Regions from separate parts of the Mus musculus genome. Here region 1 is linked to region 2. A link is a contact called in public HiChIP or PLAC-seq data. All regions are on one chromosome and are shown on one strand. The core of a region is the stretch at or near the end of the contact, and the rest is flanking DNA. Distances in the headings are between cores, read along the strand shown. Region 1 holds the start of F9 (coagulation factor IX). Region 2 has its middle 180 kb from the start of F9.

Region 1 (3,911 bases), core at 1,146-3,645, 180 kb after region 2:
CCCAGAGACTGCTCCACCTGGGGATCCATCCCATATACAGTTACCAAATTCAGACACTATTGTGGATGCCAACAAATGCATGCTGATAGGAGGCTGATATAGCTGTCTCCTGAGAGGCTCTGCCAGAGCCTGATAAATACAGAGGTGGAAGCTTGCAGCCAACCATTGGGCTGAGCACAGGGTCCCCAATGGTAGAACTAGAGAAAGGACTCAAGAAGCTGAAGGGGTTTGCAGCCCGATAGGAGGAACAACAATATGAACTAACCAGTATCTCCAGAGCTCCCAGGGACTAAATCACCAACCAAGGAGTACACATGGAGGGACCCATGGCTCCAGCCGCATATGTAGCAGAGGATAGCCTCATCAATGGGAGGAAAGGCCTTTGGTTCTGTGAAGGCACTATGCCCCAGTGTAGGGGAATGCCAGGACCAGGAAGTGTGAGTGGGTGGGTTGGTGAGCAGAGGTAGGCAGGAGGGGATAGGGGGTTTTCAGAGGGAAAACCAGGAAAGGGAATAACATTTGAAATGCAAATAAAGAAAGTATCTGCTTAAAAAAGAAAGGCCTGGGAGCACAAAAAATTATATAAAATAAGAAAAAAAAAGAGTTCTGGATGTATTTTACACTTACTTAAAAATAGTCAAGAAAATAAATTTGGTATTAGGTGTATTTTATCACAATTTTAAAATGTTATAGAAGAAATCATCACAGAAACATGTTCAACCAATTCTTGTTATATTTAATCCATCCTATACCCTTCTTTTCATGTCTAAAGAAAACAAGACAGTGTTGGAATACCAACCAGAATCTCGTCCTCTGCATAGACACGGTGCTTTGAATGACGTAAGCTTCCATAAGCTTCCTTGGGCATTTTGTGTTTCAGTATTGCATATATGTTTCCAGTAAAGACCTTTAGGAAGCAGTACCAGATTAAGTTAATAAAACTTGGGAGTCAGTAACAGTTTTAGAATAGAAGGATGGTACCTCTGAGTGATGGGTCACTGTTAACCCAACTCAGAAGAATCCTTCAGAAATGGAAAAAAATAAGTTTCAGAGTTGTGCCTACTTTTAAATCCTAGAGCAAAAATCTATGTGAACCCATAAAAAGTTGGGTAAATATGATTAACTAGTAGTTAGATGATATAACCCTAGAAGTAGGCTAAGTTCATCAACTAATAAGACACAAATTGTCTTTAATTCTAAGGGAATTGGAATTCTAATTCATAATTGGAGCAAAATTAGATACAAGCAAGGTATCTTTTTTTGCTTATCCCATTAGCAAGGACAAGAACATTGACAAAGACATGGGAAAATTAGCCATTTTATTTTCTCTATTCCATTTATTTTTCCATTTATTATTTATCAAAACACACATAGCAATAACAAAATACCGACAATAAATAATATCCATTAAGAGCTTTCAGAGTATTAAGACATCTTATTTATTAAGCTTCCAATGATGAAATATGTACAGTAGAGGTACTGTGTACTGTTCCCAATTACAGATAAGGAAACTGAGTTTTTTTTCAGGTTAAATTAATGGTGAATAATTTTAAAAATATGACAAGTCACAGGCTGATACATAGTTACTATTCTAAACATTATATATAAATATATATAAGAAATTAACATAATAGACCAAATAAAAGGATTCACTTGTTATCTTTAAACTCTATATTATTGCTCTGTGATGAAGATAAACTGAGTTCCCACAGATAAACTTACCTGGCAGCACAATTGTAGCTCTGCTCCAGTGGCAGCAGCTCATGAAACCAGAGTGCACTTTTTGTTTTGTTTTGTTTTGTTTTGTTTTGTTTTGTTTTGTTTTGTTTTGTTTTTTGTTTGTTTGTTTGTTTTGTTTTGTTGTTGTTGTTGTTTTGTTTGTTTGTTTTTCAAGACAGGGTTTATCTGTAAAGCCCTGGCTGTCCTGGAACTCACTTTGTAGACCAGGCTGGCCTCGAACTCAGAAATCTGCCTGCCTCTGCCTCCCGAGTGCTGGGATTAAAGGCGTGCGCCACCACCGGCCGGCCACTTTTTTTTATTATTAGATATTTTCTTTATTTACATTTCAAATGTTATCCCCTTTCCTGGTTTCCCCTCCAAAACCCCCCTATCTCTTTCCCCCTCTCCCTGCTCTCCAGCCCACCCACCCCTTCTTCCTGGTCCTGGCATTCCCCTACACTGGGGCATTTGAGCCCTCACAGAACCAAGAACCTCAGAGTGTACTTTAATAACAAGCCCTGACCATTCTCTTCACTTGATCCAAGAACCAACTGGAAATAGCCCAAAGATACACCGAGGGAGATGGACAACAATTTCCCAGAAGTAAGTCCCATTCAGCTTGCACTTTGGAACGATTGATTAGCCCTGACGCTTGCACAATCTCCTAACAAAGGTCATGAAGCACCTGAACACCGTCATGGCAGAATCCCCGGCTCTCATCACCATCTTCCTTTTAGGATATCTACTCAGTACCGAATGTGCAGGTTTGTTTCTTTTTCGATGCTATGCTTAATATGCTTCTCCTTTAAAAACAGAAATATTTAGAACTACCTTTATCAAGTAAAGCAAGATTTCATGATTTGGCAGCTATAGTTTCTATTGTAGCAGGAAGCACGTCAGCCAGGAACTCTGGCTCTGTGGTAACTTCAGTTTCAATATTTGAAAAAACGAACTACATTTACAGGGCTTGTGGTGCATTTTTATTTAATAGATACAGTTATTCTTATGATTTGACAATATAATTCCACTTAAAATTTATGTGTCCTTGGTTTTAAAAAAATGAAAATCGGAAAATGTCTTAACAAAGAAATTGCACAATAAGCAGGAAACATGTTATTTTAGGATTTTAGACTCATCACCTTGAAATAAAAAGGGGAAACATCAAAACCACAATGGTTAATTTGCATAAAAAGTCTTTCTTGAATCTACATGTGTTCCAGTGTTTTAGAACTAGATGGTAAGGCATAGTTATAATGTTTAAACATATATTTATAGTTTAATTTCTCAGCTAAAATTGAAAGATTACGCTTTTATTACTAAGTTGCTGTCTGTAATGAAAGCTTTTACATAGATGGAAATAAATCAGCTCATCTGTCATACATCTCAGAGCTGATGTTTAGAGAACCATAATACTCAGAGGCCTCCCTAGGGGACAAAAGTAAGTATACAAATGGCCAGAAAGAGGAGTAGCTTAATTCATGCAAAGTACAGCACATCAGGGTTTCGTTTGGTTTCGTTTTTTGCAACAACAGTGGCATTACTCCCCAGGGAAAGGCACACAGGAAGAACTTACTGGCTTTAGACAAACAGCCTGATTGCCCCAGATGCATTTATCACACTTACTAGTCAACCTACTAAAGTCAAGCAAGTGACAGTGCCAGGATCAGAGGTGCCAACCCTGAGCATCCCCAGAAAATCGGCTGGTCTCCTGGTTCCCACTCCAGACATGATGTCAACTGTGGAATCAGACTTAAAAGCTGAAATGATGATGTGAGAATGCAAAGGTTAAACTGCACTAGCAAAGTGGGTAGAGATGAAAAATACATGTTGGAAACTCATTACGTGGACCATAAAGGCAGGTCATTCAACCTAGTGCATCAGATTGACCTATGTGAGAACAAAAGATCCAAGCACTCTCTTATAAAGATCCAAGCACGTCTTAGTGGTGAGGGAATCTCAGATGTAAAATGATAGAAAAAAATCATGATTTCAGAGCTGTGGCAATAATGACTAAAGAGGTGTTAAATATATGATCCCCAGACAGTATTGAGGATAAAAAGAACAAGATTGTGAGTCAGTTTGGTCAGGGAACCAGGGAAATGGCCCTGGCTGGGGAGTGGGGCTAGGTATTCATAAAGCACACTCTTCTGTTAAACGGTCCTGGGCTTTAGAACAGAGAGGCCCCATGTTCA
Region 2 (3,885 bases), core at 1,057-3,556:
GGAAGAAGTGAGAAATGAAGTCTACATTTGTTTAAAAGGTGTCCCAGAGCATCTGAGTTTCTGAAGAAAGCCAGGGTGACCCTGGGTAACAAAAATTGCCTAGGAATTCTTTTAATTATGATTATGTTCCAAGACAATCAGAATCTACAACAGCCATGGTTCAAGTGAGCTGAGGAATGGTGGGTTCCTGCTGGCAGTGGACCCCGGCATTACCCATGGAATTTACCTGCAATATACAGGATTTATGAGGTATAGAGATTCCAATTAATATTCCAAACGAAAACCTGAGTGGCTACACAATATATTACAGGATCCAAGGCCATGTAAGTATTTCCCAACTGGGTGATATATGGAACTGAGAGAAGTAAGCCAAAATATCCGTGGAGATCCCAAGAAGTTCTGGGAACCTACAATGAACAATGCTTGCTAACTGACTCTTTGCCAGCGATCAGAGCTAGACATGGGGTATGGCTAGAATTGCTGTAATCCTTTGCAAGTATAAACCCTGCGACTGGGTACTAGATGCTGTGTATGGAGACTTAGGATTTAATGCTTCCTTGCCTGGTATTAGTCTTGCTTTGCACTGACCTGCTATTATTTCCCTATTCCTTTCTGTGAAATGAGAATGTTTACTCTGTGCTCATATCACCATTATATCTTTCCATTTAATTGTGGCTCACATGTCATGAACCTTATATCTCAGAAAATAATTTGGACTTAGAGTTTTTAGCAGTGCTTGAGTTAAGACTATGGGTCTTCTTGGGTATGAATTGAAGGTCCTTTGCATTTTGAGATGGATATAAACTTTTGGTTCCATGAATTTGAAGGCTGTACTATGAAATGCATCACCCATAGACCAATATTTTAGAAGCTTTGATCCTCAGGAAGTAAAGTAGTTAAACATTTCAGAGGTGGGATTTAGTGAGAAATCTTAAGAGTATATCATGAAGGAGATTATGGGACCCTGGCCTGGTCCTCATTGCTGATTTTTCTGCCCTGTGTCTGTGGACTTTTCCTTTGTGATACACTCTTGCCGTGATGTGCTTTCTTCCCGCAGGCCCAAATGAGAAATTAGAGAATCAAGAAATGAGAGCAATTAAACATGGACCAAAACTTTCAAAACTATGAACCAAAATAACTCCTAAGCTTTTATAAGTTAGTTATGTTGAGTATTTATTATAGTAACAGAAAGTTGACTAACAGGCCAATATAATCAAGTCCAACGTAATCAAGCTGAGTATAGTCATCAAAAAGCCTCAGGACTCCAGAGGGTCTATTTCCTGCTCACTTCATTTCTGAGTATTAAATAAACAGAACATCTTATAACTATCAATATAATGATTAGCATCTTGAAAGCATTTTAGGTTTTCCAATTTCAGGGAACAAAAGCTATTTCAAGAAGTGATTTTTAAATATTCCTAGACTTGGCCTAACTAAAAATAAACATTGAAAATAAATACAAAATCGAAAGGCAAAACATAATTTACCCTTTGTTGTTATACACCTAGGCCTAGAACCTAGGAGCCACGTCCCTTCAGCTGTGTTGAAGTAAGCACTTGTCTCTGAAGACTCATTCATCAATCCAAGACAATGGAAAGTATCTGCTTGTTTGCTGGCAATAAGGTCTTGGAAAGACCATGTATGTCAACTTTGCCTTAACAAGCCCTCATTTACAATGTGTGAATACCTTCATTGTTCCATACAAATTCTCAGCCTTTTATAAGCCTCTAAGAAATAAACATAAGCAACCCTGGAAAGCATCAAAGGACAAACCCTTAACATTATACACTAGAAAGAAAAATTGGGGCGCACAAAAGATCTGCTGGTGCTGGATTATGGTGGCAAGAAACTGAGAGGAGGAGTAAGATCATGCCAAACACATGGTCATTCGGTTCATCTGGCTGAGCCAGAATTAAGACTGCATGAAACACTCCACTGCTCATAGGAGTGGTTACCATTTTCACTGGAAGCCTACTTCCTTAAATTGCCTCAGAGTCCAAATTTGAAAGCTCAGCAATGATAGCTATAAAGTTTTGGCCTTGTGCCTACCCAGTGAGTCCTCAGATAGGTCAAGTTAAACACACACAATCGGTGTGTTTGTTCACTGTCTCAAACAGCCCCTCTTTTCCAGGTTGCATCGTAATGTTACAACTTTGAGTCTATATATATTGTGTCAAGTTCTGCCCTGATTTCCATGAAGGAAGTAAACATCTAGAAAGGGCTAAAAAAGAGCAGCAAGATGTTTCTCACACCATCAGGATCTATTTCCTCATGCTTGAAATTCTAAGCTTTTCCTCCTTATTTGGCAAAAATAGTAACTGGGTCAAATATAGAAACTCACCAATGCTCCCTTTTATTTACTTCTCCATCTGTGTACAGGCTTCATCAATGATGACAGCAGGAAATGACTTGGCTTTGGAGCTCTGGGTTGTTAGCTATTTGATGTGAGGAAGCAGCTGGTAGAGCATCTACACATGCTATGCTTGGGCCATACTCCAGAGGGGCCTGCCATTGGGCTTTCCCCCATTTGCCAAGTTAGCGATTGTTCTGGAAGCTGCTTACAGATTCCTTGGAAAGGATGCCTTCCTTGTTTTGTCTTTTTAGAAAAATCATACCTGAGGGAACATTTAATCATATTTACTATATCATACTCTAAATACAAAGGCTATAAATCCCAACTCCAGATCACTTGGAAAATGGGGGGGGGAGGAAGTAAGAATAAAAAAACCCACTACCCATAAATTAACCATCTTTGTTTATATTTATGTCTGTTTCTATGCATACTAAAACAAAATAAATGTTTAGTGATATATAATCCTCCCATCTTTGTCAATGTTTTCTAAGTGAATCTTGAGAAGACATCACTAAACCATTCCTGCCCCAATATATCTTGAATCTAACAATGCAAAGGTAAAAAATTAAAACAGACCTAGTTTTCACTTAGAGCTATTTTGTCCAATTTGGTGATCACAAACCACATGTAAGAAATTTGATGTATGTTGTTGACAAATAAATACAATTTAAAAAATAAATTTCCTAAACCACACAAATATCCAACAAAGAAAGAGAACTTCAGACCAATTTCCCTTATGAATATCAATGCAAAAATACTCAATAAAATCCTTGCAAACCCCATTGCATACACTAGCAAGATTTTATCGAAAGGACCCAGATGTAGCTGTCTCTTGTGAGACTATGCCGGGGCCTAGCAAACACAGAAGTGGATGCACACAGTCAGCTATTGGATGGATCACAGGGCTCCCAATGGAGGAGCTAGAGAAAGTACCCAAGGAGCTAAAGGGATCTGTAACCCTATGGTGGAACAACATTATGAACTAACCAGTACCCCGGAGCTCTTGACTCTAGCTCCATATGTATCAAAAGATGGCCTAGTCGGCCATCACTGTAAAGAGAGGCCCATTGGACACGCAAACTGTATATGCCCCAGTACAGGAGAACGCCAGGGCCAAAAAAAAAATGGGAATGAGTGGGTAGGGAAGTGGGGGGGAGGGTATGGGGGACTTTTGGGATAGCATTGGAAATGTAATTGAGGAAAATATGTAATAAAAATATTAATTAAAAAAAATCCTTGCAAACCGAATCCAAGAACACATCAAAATGATCATCCATCATGACCAAGTAGGCTTCATCCAAGGTATGTAGGGATGGTTTAATGTACAGAAATCCGTCAACATAATCCACTATATAAACAAATTCAAAGAAAAAAATCACATGATCATCTCATTCAATGCTGAGGAAGCATTTGACAAAATCCAACACCACTTTATGACAAAGGTCTTGGAAAGTTCAGGAATTCAAGGCCCATACCTAAACATAATAAAAGCAATATACAGCAAACCAGCAGCCATTAAACTAAATGGAGAG

Evidence for each region. HiChIP or PLAC-seq counts read pairs in DNA pulled down with a chosen protein or histone mark.
Region 1: a contact with region 2 is called in an H3K27ac HiChIP or PLAC-seq map of microglia, with 7 times the contacts expected there. The contact joins the promoter of F9 here to the enhancer-like site in region 2. A contact is called at or near these places in 5 of 39 promoter capture datasets (the C10 cell line, embryonic stem cells, liver and 1 more), 3 of 484 Hi-C or Micro-C datasets (the C10 cell line, bone marrow-derived macrophages and macrophages), 3 of 115 datasets of contacts at active chromatin or transcription factors (bone marrow-derived dendritic cells, microglia and neural progenitor cells) and 2 of 9 other capture datasets (adipose tissue and macrophages).

What each region holds. Positions count from the first base shown.
Region 1 is chrX:59,997,069-60,000,979 of GRCm38.p6, forward strand. It overlaps F9 (coagulation factor IX), which reads left to right and starts at 2,396. Exons shown (of 8, transcript NM_007979.2): 1 at 2,396-2,483. The coding sequence starts at 2,396.
Region 2 is chrX:59,815,550-59,819,434 of GRCm38.p6, forward strand. No RefSeq gene overlaps it. Among named protein-coding and RNA genes, the nearest start is that of F9, 180 kb to the right of the region's middle. Within about 2 kb of position 2,307, at least 8 of the 459 cell types and tissues checked have an H3K27ac peak or open chromatin away from gene starts, as enhancers often do. A contact at or near this core is called in bone marrow-derived macrophages and microglia, where this site is marked.